Linked DNA regions of Mus musculus: region 1 is linked to region 2. Evidence: chromatin contacts called from public Hi-C data. All regions are on one chromosome and are shown on one strand. Each heading gives the region's core, a stretch centred on a gene start, on an enhancer-like site or on the middle of the called end of the contact. The rest is flanking DNA. Distances are from core to core; before and after follow the strand shown. Region 1 holds the start of Nhlrc1 (NHL repeat containing 1). Region 2 has its middle 15 kb from the start of Nup153.

Evidence for each region. Hi-C and Micro-C count contacts between places; a contact is called where the count stands out from the background.
Region 1: a Hi-C map of rod photoreceptor shows a contact between it and region 2, with 2.0 times the contacts expected there. The contact joins the promoter of Nhlrc1 here to the enhancer-like site in region 2. A contact is called at or near these places in 4 of 39 promoter capture datasets (cranial neural crest, embryonic stem cells, frontonasal cranial neural crest and 1 more), 6 of 484 Hi-C or Micro-C datasets (Th1 cells, embryonic stem cells, hematopoietic stem and progenitor cells and 2 more), 5 of 115 datasets of contacts at active chromatin or transcription factors (acute myeloid leukemia, embryonic hindbrain, embryonic stem cells and 2 more) and 3 of 9 other capture datasets (adipose tissue, embryonic stem cells and pancreatic islet).

The regions. Positions count from the first base shown.
Region 1 is chr13:47,013,547-47,019,941 of GRCm38.p6, forward strand. It overlaps Nhlrc1 (NHL repeat containing 1), which reads right to left and starts at 1,304. Exons shown (of 1, transcript NM_175340.4): 1 at 1-1,304. The coding sequence starts at 1,233. The coding sequence ends at 28.
Region 2 is chr13:46,739,699-46,746,724 of GRCm38.p6, forward strand. No RefSeq gene overlaps it. Among named protein-coding and RNA genes, the nearest start is that of Nup153, 15 kb to the left of the region's middle. Within about 2 kb of position 5,488, at least 14 of the 459 cell types and tissues checked have an H3K27ac peak or open chromatin away from gene starts, as enhancers often do. A contact at or near this core is called in rod photoreceptor, where this site is marked.

The DNA of each region.
Region 1 (6,395 bases), core at 54-2,553, 270 kb after region 2:
TTCTGACTCCTGGCTTCAGGATCCCCATCACCCTCCGTTGCCCTCCATCACTTTAAAGACTTTTATAGAATGGGATGCAGTATCCAGCACAAGAAGAGAATTCTCCTTGGTGAAGGCCAGTGCCACAGGACGGGAGAGGCCGTGAGTGATTATAGGCTTCAGGGCTGGGAATTCTTCGGGTTTCCCCAAGCAGACGATGGCTGGACCAGAGGTGTCAGCAACAATCACGTTTCCTTGGTGATCGAAGGTCACAGCAGAGGCAGTTACTTTGGAGGGGAAGAGGAGGTTCAGCCCGAAGCTATCCACCTGGCCAATCAGCTGCATAGTGGAGTTGAACACCTTCACCCTTGTGTTGTTACAGCCAGTCCTCCCAAAGGCACAAGGATGCTCTAGGACCGCGATGGCCCCCGTGAGCCATGACACTGCCAACCCACGGGGACTGCATAGGTGAGCTTGCAACCTCTCAATCCTCCGAAGGACCCCTTCAGGGAAATCCGCTTCCAGCAGGTGCAAAGTCCCTGCCTCTGCATCAGTCACCAGGACCCCATTGTGAGGGGTGATCTCCACACCCCAAGGCAGGGAAAACTGCTTTCCCACAACCAGCTTGATCTGGCCAAAGAAATCAAACACTTTGAGGGAGCAGTCGCCAGCGTCGGTGACAACCACATGGCAGTCGTTGGTGACGGCGACATCCAGTGGGTACTTCACGTCGTGCGCTGCGTCCCCCTTTTCTCCAAACTGGTGTGCACCTCCTCCTCCGGAGTCAAAGATCTTGACCCGTCTCTTCCCGTCGTGCACGACCACTACCCGTCCGGTCTTGGGGCACAGTGCAAGCCCTGTGGGGTTCACTAGGGTCCCCCACCCGCCGAAGGCGTGGTAGCAGGTGAGAGTCCCCGGCGCGAAGGGGGCGGCGCTGAGGGCAGCCGGGGACGCGTGGAGGGTGGAGCCCAGGAGCTCCAGGAGGTGCAGCACCGGCAGGCAATCGCTGGTGTCACAGGCTCGGCAGGCCCGCCGGCAGAAGGGACACTCGAGGCCCAGCGTCCGCGGGTGCGCGAGAGCGGCGACACAGGCCAAGCAGACCACGTGGCCGCAGGGCAGGTTGCGCGGGCGCCGCTGCTGCCAGTGGCCGAACCTCTCGAAGCACACCTTGCACTCCAGCAGGCTGACCTCCGCCTCCCGCACCAGCTCGGGCCGCACCCCAGCCGCTGCCACCGCCGTCGCCTCCTCCCCCATTGCTCCCGCTGCTCCGCTGCCTCCGCGCAGCCCTCAGTCACGGCCACGGTCACGGTCACGGAGCGGGGCATGCGCTCTGACGCAGGGCGCACACTGCCACCCCCTGGCGGACGCACGACGCAGTCGTCCGCATGCGCCGTGCGCAGACCTGGGATAATCACGTCACGGGTGGAAGATTCCAGGATTAAAGATTGAGACATGTCAGCGGGTGTGGGGGCGGGGTGTGATGAGTGGGTCTCTCCGTGTCCTCCTGTAAGTGACAGCTAGTCTCTCAGGGATGGTGCCCAAACGGACTGCCAGTCAGCTTCGCTGGGAGGTGGGTACCAGGGCTAGACAGGAACAAGACATGGCTCCTAGTCTCTGTATAGTAAGATTCTGAAGACAGAGACACAAGAAAGAAGATAACTTCAAGGGGCAGATGTGCATTCCTCTCTGCTGTGTTTTTTCCTTCTTGTGAGAAGGTAGCTACGTAGACGTCAAAGAATTGGGTGTGATAGTTGTGATGCCGGGACTCAGGCGGCAGAAACAGGAGAACAGCTGTTGGTGGTTAGTTGGAGGCCAGCCTAGGCTACAGTGCCTAAAAAAACAAACCCCCAAACCAAAACAAACAAAAGAATACTTGTGAAGTGGGTTTGTGTGGAAGGGATATTTTGAAAGCTGTTAGCTTTCTCGCATGGTGGTCTACATAGTGAGTTCCAGGCCAGTTAGAGGCACAAAGGGAGACCCCGTCTCAAAAACAAACAAAACAACAACAACAAAACTTGTTAGTTAGTAGCAGTTATAGAATTCGCTCGTGCCTGCCTTCTTTTAAGTGGTTTTCATTCACTTTTATTTAAGCCTCATGGAGGCCGTGATTGGAAGGCAGGCAGTTTGACTACACGGCATCTCACTGATCATCAGATATGGTTTTGTATGACAAATGTTTGAGTCTCCTTGGCAAAGGCTTAACTGCACCAGTGTGGGCTGAGGGGCACTGTGAAGGGGATTATAACGTACAGGTAAGTTCGAGCCAGCGGTTCCTCCCTGCAATGCCTTCCATCCCGAGAAAGATTGAAAGTAAAGGGGCTGAAGCGATGGCTCAGTGGTAAAGAGTGCTTGCTGCCCTTCTGGAGGACATGAGTTCAGTTCTCCGCACCATCTGTAACCCCAGCTCCAGGGAATCCAGAGTCCCCTTCTGGTCTCCATGCATTTGCAAACGTGTGAGATACATTCACATAAACATATACACCTGCAAATAAATAAGTATAGGAAATATTTCAAAACTGGAGAAATGATTGACAATAAAGATGATCGTGGAAGTATCCTAATCTTATGGTCAGTATAATCTTCCGAAATCCATTGGGGGTATTCAAAGCTCTCATTTTCGGAGTTAACTGTCTTACATGAACAAGGTGCTGGCCAAAACCATGTATTAGAACATTCTTATTCACAAAAAGGCTGTGATCATGATTGGTTACCCTCTTGTTCCATAGACTTCCAAGAAACTGGAGGACTCAAGCCTGTGTTAACACTCTTCGAGAGAGAAATTCTTTGGAAGGCCAAGGAAAACAAGCAGTTTTTTTTTTTCTTTTTTAATCAACTACTACATATCTCAGAGATTGAATGTTAGACCAGAATAACCAAGCTGATACTATGATTTCAAAATGCATTTCCATTCTAAATAAGACACCAACTAAAATAATATCTCATAGAAAGTTTTTTTATTAGTAATTTAAAAAAACTGTTTTTTATTAGTGTGTGTGCACGAGGCTGTCTGTGTGTCTGTGTGGACGTCTGTGTGAACCTCTGGAGGCCAGAAGAGGATGTTAGATACCCGAGAGCTAGAATTATAGGCAGGTGTGAGCCACTGAATGTGGGAGGGTTCCTAATGTGGATTCTCCAGACTGGGCAGCCAGCGTTATGTAACTATTGAGCAACCTCTCCAGCCCCTCAGAAATAATAAGAAAATAGATTTATTTTACTTTTTGTGTATAAGTGTTTTCTCTACAGTATGCCTGGTGTCATAGGAGGTCGGAGCGGGGCTGTCGGTTCCAGGAAACTGGAGTTACAGATGGCTGTGAGCCACAATATGGATCCTGAGACTCAAACCCAAGTCTTCTGCAAGAGCAGCAAGTGCTCTCACGTTAAGCCTTCTTTCCAGCCCCTCAGAAACAGTTTTTAACTCGGGAAACACAGTCTGGATACAAAACTGGACTATTTTTAGAACCAGTCTTGTGCAACAGAAATGTAAGGAAACCCACATTTTAAAATAATTCCCTTGTATCCCCACTTTTAAAAAGTTGAAAAGAAAAACAAAATTTAGTTGAATTCTTTGTGTCCAATCCATCCTTTGGACATTGTAATCACCTGAAAACATGAATGGAGACATTTTAACACTCATTTTGTATAGTGAGTAAAGTCTGGTGTGTTTTACCTTCAGTGTGCATCTATCTAATTCAGATAAGCTAACTTCCACAAGTGGGGCTGGTGGCTCCCACACAGATCATGACAAAGGCAGAGCCGTCCTAGGAGGTGTCATCTTTTAAAGGTATTTCCCAGACTGACCCTGATGGATCCCTTACTTGTATCTAACTCGTCTCCGCTCCAGCATTGCACCCAAACTATTCAAAGACCCCGATTCATTGCTGACTGCAGCTGAGCTGTGTCCTCTAGAGATGTCCAAAGGCTTGCTGCCTGCTGAAGCTCCTTCTCTGCCTTCTCAGGCCTTTGCTGCCTCTGAGAGGCTACAGGTGGCACTACACCATGAGCACTGCTGGCTAGGTTGGGCAGCTTTGCAGCAAAGACACTCAGTTTTCTCCTGGGGTTTACTATAAAGCACTTAACTAGGAGGTTTGTTTGTTTGTTTGTTTTGAGTCAGGGTCAGCTCATGTCGGCTTCACGCTGGTTATGAGGCTGGGGCTGGCCTTGAACTCACCATCCTCCTGCCTGTACCATCCTAGTCCTAGGACTACAGGTGCTTGCTACTATGCCAGCCCAGATATTAAGTTAAAGGGATGGCATGTGATTGGCAGTTAAGGTTTTTCTCAGCTCTGCAAAGCTTCCAGCTTCAGGAATAGCAAACAAAACCAAGGTCTGAGTCCCACAGTTTAGGGGTCTTGGCAATGTTAATCTTCAGACTTTGCCTCCATCCCATGGAACCCGCCAGTCTCTGCTCTGTTGTCTCTACCAGCCTAAGCTGACAGCCTGGTCTTTCTTCTGTCGGATCAAGGATACAGAGTCTGATTGACAGCCTGGTCCATCTTAAAGCTTGCGCTCTGTCTTCATCTCTTTCTATTGCTTTTGTCCCTGAAGGGACACACTGAGTTCTACCTCTGGTTTTGCTCAACTCTGGACTGCACCAAGCACAGGCCTCACAGGTTCGCACTTCGTTTGCCGGGTGAATGCCATCATTCACCCGGAGGTCAGGAGGAAGTGTACAAGGACTTACCTCGGATGAGACGGGGCACACCCTTAATCCCAGAGTTTGGGAGGTAAAAGCAGTCATTCCTTCCTAAGTTCCAGGCCAGCCAAGGTTACATAGGGAGACCTAGTCTCAAATAAAGAAATAATAAAGACCTTGGGTTAGGTAGGTGACTCCATGCTAGAGTTTGACACTGATGGGTCAAAATATAATAATAATAATAATAATAATAATAATAATAATAATAATAATAATAAAAAAAGTTTGCTTTTGAGAGATATTTAATCACTCAGAAGGTCAGAAGAACTTGAGAGGAAGGCAATAGAGATGTACCATGGGGCCTGTAGTGAGAGCATGTGTTTGTAAGATCACAAGTATGTAAAGGCAGACCAGAGGGGGCTGGAGAGATGGCTCAGTGGCTAAGATGCTCTTCCAGAGGTCCTGAGTTCAATTCCCAGCAACCACATGGTGGCTCACAACCACCTGTAATGAGATCCGATGCCCTCTTCTGGTGTGTCTGAAGATAGCAACAGTGTACTCACATACATACAATAAATAAATCTTTAAAAAAAAAAAGGCAGAAAAGATGAAGAGAAAGCATTCCCCTCTTTGCAGTGATGTCTCTAGTGCAAGGGTTTGGTTGCCCTTGTTTGTCCTTGTTTGTCCCTGCTAGACTTTCCAGGTTTTCAGATATTATGATTATTTTGTGGTACTACGGATTGAACCCAGGGCCTCACATACACTAAAACACTCTACCGTTGAGCTATATCCCAAACCTCATACATTATTATTTAACATTTATTTTAAAATTTTTATTTATGTGCTGTGTGTTATCTGCATGTATGTGTGTACCACTTATGTGAGGGTATTCATGATGGAACAAAGAAGGTATCAGAGGGGCTAGAGAGATGGCTCAGCAGGTAAGAGCACTGACTGCTCTTCTGAAGGTCCTGAGTTCAAATCCCAGCAACCATATGGTGGCTCACAACCACCTGTAATGGGATCTGATGCCCTCTTCTGGTGTGACTGAAGACACAGTGTACTCCTAATACATAAAATAAATAAATCTTTAAAAAAAAAAAGAAGGTATCAGAGCCTCTGGACCTGGGGTTACAGGCAGTAGTGAGCTGTCTCACATGGGTGCTAAAAACTGAACTCAAGTCCTCTGGAAGAGCAGTGCTTACTCTCAACCACCAAGTCACTGCACCAGCTCCCAGCAGGTTATTTGTATCATTTAAGTATAAGTAAATGCTCAACTCTTACTTTAAAATACTGCAGCAGGCAGTGGTAGCAAATGCCTTTAATCCCAGCATTTGGGAGGCAGAGGCAGGCAGATCTCTGTGAGTTTGAGGACAGCCTGGTCTACACAGCAAGTTCCAGGACAGTCAGGACCAAACAGAGAAACTGGGTCTCGAAAAAAACAAACCAAAAAGCCAAAGCCAAAGCCAAAGCCAAACCCTGCTTCTTATGGCTACCCGCTCTTCAGCACGCAGCAGATTTTCAGGCAGATTTTTTAAAATGTTACATATCAAAGTTATACAAAGTCAGAAATGGGGACTGTATGCTGAAAGCAGAGTGACCATGCTTAAGGTTCACATACTTGAATCCTCTTCCAGGCCAATTATTATTATTTTTTAAATTTATTTATTTATTATATGTAAGTACATTGTAGCTGTCTTCAGACACTCCAGAAGAGGGCAGCAGATTTTGTTACGGATGGTTGTGAGCCACCATGTGGTTGCTGGGATTTGAACTCTGGACC
Region 2 (7,026 bases), core at 4,238-6,737:
GCTCTCTCCACCGTGGGTGTCCTGATGATCAAACTTAGGCTGTCAGACTCGGCAGGAGTAACTTCTGCCCACTGAGCCATCCCACTGGCCTCCATGGCGTGTGCCTGTGTTTGTATGTGTGCCTGCACAAGTGCGTAGAGTTCTCCTCCTCTAGGGCTTCCTACCTTATGTCTTGAGACAGGGATTCTTCACAGGGTCTGGACTCATTGATTCAGACAGATTAGCTGACCAGTGAGCCCCAGGCCCCCTTCTGTGTGTGTGTGTGTGTGTGTGTGTGTGTGTGTGTCCCCGCTAGGTTAATGGGCACATGCCACTGCTCCTAGCTTTTCACATAGTGGCAGGCAATCCAAACTCAGAGTCCTCTGAACTCCCCTTTTACTTTTGGTTTTGAGGCAGGCCTTGAATTTGCTGTGTAGCCTGGGTAAACCTTGAACCTCCTGATCAGCCTCATAAACCCACTGGGAGTATAGATATGTGGCACCACATTGACTCCCTGAGCCAAATATGAATATTACCTATGGCTCAGCATCCCAAGACCATCCCAGAACGAATGTCAAATGTGAAACTATTCCCCAGAGACACACACATTGTTTCATTCTTAGAGAAAATTACCTGGATAGGTATAAATGACCCGTTTACTCCAGCTTTGGTAACACTTAAAAAAAATGACTCTAGCAAATTATATATGGACCCAAAGTGCTCAGTTTCAAAGTAAGATAGTTTTTAGACTACTTGTATTAATTTGCTTAAGGTTGTATCAGCCCTCCTCACTTTGAGCCCACCAGTCTCCTGGGACTCTAGCTAAGTAGGGTATGCCAGGCTGTCTGTGTCTCCTCCCCACACCACCTGTTTTAGTCCAAAGGAGGTTGGGAAACTTGTGCTGTTTTGGAACCCGTAAGAGCCCATCTAAATGGATGCTGGATACACCAACTGAAAACCATTCCCAAGCCCTGGCTGGGCAGACTCATCCCTGGGGATGGTTGTTGATATTGACAGAGGCCAGTTGTGTCTATTGACTTGTTTTTGCCGCCCAGGGAGTGTTATTGTGACATCAGAATACTGCACATTAACAAAGCCAAGGTTGGGGTGACAGGAGGTGGTCAGGCTCAGTGGGAGGTGGAGGTGGAGACATAGGCTAATGTCTTCCTATATTTGAAGAACTATTTGGCTCTAGGCTTGTGCCTCATCTTTTCCTTTAACACAGATAAAGTGCCAGTGCCTCTGGCAAGATGATTGATTGATCAGGAAGTGTTGGAACTGATGCCGGCTGTCTACAGAGCACTCTCCTGCATGTTATAAATAAAGAGCGTCCTCCTAAGTGGAGTGCCGTGGCTTTTATTTCTCTGAAAGCTTAGTATAGAGATGAAGGAGGTACTAAAGAAATTGTGGACTTGACAGGTTGAAAGGAGTGATGGAGCTCTCTTAGGCCAGCCCTGGACCTGCGGATGGGTCTCTGCACTTCCCCTCTAAGTAAAAGGCATGTTGATTGAGCTTTATTCCACCTGGAGATGGAGATGTTTGATCCTGTTGCTGTTGGTGGGGTGTGTGTATGTATAAACCCTGTTGCTAACAGGACAAAAGAAGGTCACACCAGACAGTCCACTTTGGGCTACTACTACTACTCCCTGGTGAGCCGGGGGTACCTCTAGCCTCCAGGGATTTTCACTTCCACGAGATTTTATCAGTAGATCTCACCCAGTGAGCTCTTGGTTAAAAACTGTGCTGTTTTAGGCCTCTCTCTCTCTCTCTCTCTCTCTCTCTCTCTCTCTCTCTCTCTCTCTCTCTCTCTGTGTGTGTGTGTGTGTGTGTGTGTGTGTGTGTGTGTGTCTTTCTGTCTGTCTCTCTTCTTTCAGTATCTCTCTGTCTCTTCTCTCTATCTTTCTCTGTGTGTCTCTCTGTCTCTCCTTTCTGTCTTTCTCTGTATCTTTCTGCCTCTGTCTCTCTCTGTGTTTGTGTCTGTGTGTCTGTATGTGTTTGTATGTACATGCCAGAGGGCAACCCTGAGTGTTGTAGATGGTGGCTTTAAAATGTCTCCAGGGGGGCTGGTGAGATGGCTCAGTGGGTAAGAGCACCCGACTGCTCTTCCGAAGGTCCGGAGTTCAAATCCCAGCAACCACATGGTGGCTCACAACCATCTGTAACAAGATCTGACGCCCTCTTCTGGAGTGTCTGAAGACAGCTACAGTGTACTTACATATAATAAAATGTCTCCAGGTTCTTTACAGTCTTCAAAAGGAAGAGTCCACTAGTCTTCCCCATCAGCAGAGACAGACCTAAGAATCTTACTTCTAATCAGGACTGTCTTGGACATATGCTATCTTAGTTAGGATTTTTTTTAAAGATTTATTTATTATTATATTATTTATTATTATATATAAGTACACTGTAGCTGTCTTCAGACACACCAGAAGAGGGCATCAGATCTCATTACGGATGGTTGTGAGCCACCATGTGGTTTCTGGGATTTGAACTCAGGGTTTTCAGAAGAGCAGTCAGTGCTCTTACCCGCTGAGCCATCTCTCCAGCCCATTAGTTAGGATTTTACTGCTGTGAACAGACACCATGACTAAGGCAACTCTTATAAGGACAACATTTAATTGGGGCTGGCTTACAGGTTCAGAGGTTCAGTCCATTATCATCAAGGCAGGAACATGGCAGCATCTAGGCAGGCATGGTGCAGGAGGAGCTGAAAGTTCTACATCTTCATCTGAAGGCTGTTAGTAGAAGACTGACTCCCAGGCAGCTAGGATGAGGGTCTTAAAGCCCACGCCCACAGTGACACACCTACTCCAACAAGGCCACACCTACTTCTACAGGGCCTCCTAATAGTGCCACTCCCTGGGCATATCCAAACCACCACATGTGCCTTCTAACATAAGGTCACAAAAGGCACCCTAGACTTCTGTGTACTCTCTTAAGCTACTCAGTCATTGTGCTGAAGTCACCTCTGTGGTGTGAGGACACCTAAGCACTAGGCAGAGGTCTGCATGGTGAGGAAACACAGCTTGCCAGCCACGTGGGTGGACCATTCTAAAAGTAGATCCTCCTCCTCCTACACATTCCTCCAGAAAACTAATGTCAATCGTAACCTCGGGAGGTACTGGACTCAGAACTTCTCAGACTTACAGATCTCTGAATTCTAGATCTATAAAAACTGTGTAAGATGAGGCTGGGTTGAGAATCGAGTGTTTGCACTACGCATGATGCCCTGGCTTTGAGCTCCAGCACCTGAAGCGCAGGAGGTGGTGGGATATGCCCATAAGTCCAGCACTTGGTGGGTGGAGGCAGGAGGATCAGAGAAGATCAAGACCATCCGTGGCTTCACAGTGAGTTTGGAGGCAGCCTAGGTACATGAAACCTTGTTTCAAACACAAAATAAGTAGTGTAAGATGATGTTAATTGTTACATCGAGCCAATAACCTAAGGATAATTCACTAATATTCTACAGTGGTTACAAATGTATATAACACAGCACACACATGGACTAGCAGAAAATGTGGGTAAATTGGCATATCCTATCAAGATAGCCCAGAGATCAAGTGGTAGGGAAGTTAGCTTTCACATCCTCCATTACTGGGCAGTTTCTCTCAGCTTGGCACTTGTAGCTCAATATTCTAACTCTGGTGTTAACTAAGCAAGCTTGTCTTATTTGCAGTTAACCACAGGCCGCATAGATCATGCAGATTCAATGAGGGAGGGTTAGTTTAACCAATCACATAGGCCTGTAGCTTTATTTGTTCACTTAAAACAATGATTATAAATCCAGGAAACGGGGCAGGCAATGGTGGCACACACCTTTAATCCCAGCACTTGAGGCAGAGGCAGAGGCAGAGAGGCAGAGGAGAGGCAGAGAGGCAGAAGCACCTCTGCATTTGAGGCCAGCTTGGTCTATGGGGCATGTTCTGAGACAGCCAGGGCTACACAGAGAAACCCACAAAAAAGCAAGCAAACAAACAAAAAGACTCCAGGAAATTAGATCTATCAATCCTCAAACTTCCTACTGGACTAGGATATCAGTGATGCAATCCCCCTCCCCACACCCCATTCTTGTCTTTGAGAAAGGGTTTCTCTATGTAGCCTACCCTAGCTGTCCTGGAATGTGCTCAGTAGACCAAGCTGGCCTCAAACTCAGAGATCAGCCTGCCTGTGCCTGAGTGCTGAGATGAAAGGTGTGTGCCACCATAGCTGGCACACACCAGCTTGTCACTTGTCTCTTGTCACTTAAAACAAGGTCTCATTCTGTAGCCCTAGCTCTCCCGAGGCTCATGTGTATCCCAGGCTGACAACTCACGGCGCTCTTTCTACCTCAGCATCTCAGTGTGAGTATTACAAGCACAAGCCATCGTGCCTGGCTCGTTTTCAGGAAAATCTCAGGCAAGTAAGCAGGCTCGGTGTGTAAAGGCATTTGTCACCAAGACTGAGGACCTGCGCTTGAACCCAGAACACCCGGGGTAGAAGGAGAAAAGTGACCTCCCACAAGCTGTTCTCAGACTTCCACACATAGACTGTGGCATACATGCAGACACAAACACATATAAATATAAAAAGGAAACCAATATCTCCACAACTTGATTTGGGCAGGGGTTCAGGAGATGACCCTCCAAATAACTGCTTAAACTGTCATGCACACCATTTCCAGGTGTTCAAATCTTTAATCCCAGGGGAGAGAGATGTGGGAGGATCTGTGAGTTCCAGGACAACCAGGACTACATAGGGAGACCCTGTATCAAACAAACAAACAAACAAACAAAAATCTAAACAATTCAAGGAATTAGGGGTACTGTAAGGTCAGTTGGTTAATATTATGATAAACCAAACCCAACTTCTTAAAAATTCACTTAACATCCTGACCACAGCCCACCCCTTTCCTCCCAGCCCATACTCCCAGTTCCTTTCTCCATCCTCCCCTCCCCTCCTCCTCTGAGAAGGGGGAGGCCCTCTCTGGCACTCATTTCATTGCAGGACTAGGCACATCCTTTCCCACTGAGGCCACACAAAGCAGCCCCATTAGGAGAAACAGGATCTACAGGCAGGCAACAGAGTGAGGAACAGACCCTGTTCCAGTTGTTGGGGGACCCACATGAAGACCAAGCTGTACATCTGCTACATATGTGTGTGTGTGGGAGGGGGTGTAGGTCCAGCCCATGTATTCTCTTTGGTTGGTGGTTCAGTCTCTGGGAGCCCCCCAAGGGTCCAGGGTAGTTGACTCTGTTGTTCTTCCTGTGGAGTCCCTGTCCCTTCAGGTCCTCAGTCCATCCCCCGACTCTTCCACAAGACTCCATGAGCTCTGTCTAACGCCAAACCAAGTTTTTAATCGCCAAGGTGCTTATATCGTTTCTCAGAAACTCTTTCGGAACTCCCCTTTTTAACCTTTACTTCTTACAAGCTCGGGTGAGAATTCCTAAAGAAGCTGTGCCTACAGAGACTGGATGACTGATCAGAATTTTAGGAATGTTGCAGTTACCAACATTCCTAAGGCCAGGCCAAAGGCTAGTTGCCTTATCTCGGGCTAGTGATAGCCCTCTGGCACAGGCAGTCCTTGTCCACCTCTGAGTCTGAACCAACATCCCGTGACTAACAGAAAACTTTCTAGAAATCTATTAACAGACCACTGGCGTCTACCCTCCCAGAAGCTAAGAATGTCATCGGAGAGCACCTTGCATTGACAGAAAAGCTCCCCCATCTTGCTGTACCTGACTCTTTGGTTCACTCACTAAAGTATTTTAAACTTACCTTGATTGATAGCTTTCTCTGTTCTGTAAAACTTCACAAAAGGACTTTCAGGCTGGAACATGGGATTTGGGGTAATCTAAATCTGTGCTCCCAGGCCACAGTCACTCAAATGGCTCCAGAATACACTATCCCTTATTCCCTTTAAGATGAGAGCTGGATTTTTTCCCCATCAATACAATATTCTATATACAATACAATTTTTCTATTAATTAGTATCCCAGAGTTCCGTTCCTAGCATGAGATTCCCTCCAAGATGGCAGCTATTGCCTGTGGTTCCGGTTATAATGACTGAGGCACAGCCTGGACTCTGGAACCTACAGTCTTCTACATGAGGACAGTCTGCAAGGATACAAGCAGCCACTGAACCTCCAGGTGGGAAAGAATTGTTTTACCAAGAACACACAGTGGTAGTCTCAGATCTGAGGGTGTGCGCACTAGCATGTGTGTAAAGAAGTTAGATCACACCTGTACACGTCTTACTCCGGAAACAATTGGATCTCAAACCTCTACTCCCCTTTCCCTGCTCTCAGAGGATTAGAGACAAGGACAAGCAGGTTCAATTTAATCTTTGGGCTTTTGCTTTCACTCAGGCCCCGGCTCTACGGAAGGGCAGATGTGCCCCTGCTCTTTCCTGACACCTGGATTTGTCTCCCTACGGGCAAGAGGGGAGGGTAAGCTTTGGACCTCTGCTGAAGGTGCTCTTGCTGTTGGAACTGGCTGGCTTTCTTTTGGCTAGGCAAAAACCTGACACGAACTGTGTATATTGCAGATTTAGTAGGGTTTGGTTTGGAGATGTCTTCCTACGCAGTCCTGGGTGACTCTAAAGTTGCTGTGATCCCCTGCCCCTGCTTCCCAAGCTCCAAGATTATGCACATGTGACACTATGGATGCTTTAGCTTCTTCTTCTTGGATCTTAGTCTGGGAGATGAGCTGTATGTTACAGAAAGATGCGTGTCACCGATACTATAGGAAGCTTGGGCTGAAACAGCAGAAACGTTTCTTATCCAATTGTGTGCCAGAATCATACTCTTGTTGAGTCCAAAAGGCAGTAAGAATTCTTGCTCAATCACATCTTCTTTCAAGACCCTTTCATTATACAGCCAGAAAGCTTTACTTTTTAAAAAATTTTGATTAGGTATTTTCTTCGTTTACATTTCCAATGCTATCCCAGAAGTTCCCCATACTCTCCCCCCCACTTTTTTTTTAAGATTTATTTATTTATTATATGTAAGTACACTGTAGCTGTCTTCAGATACTCCAGAAGAGAGCGTCAGATCTTGTTATGGATGGTTG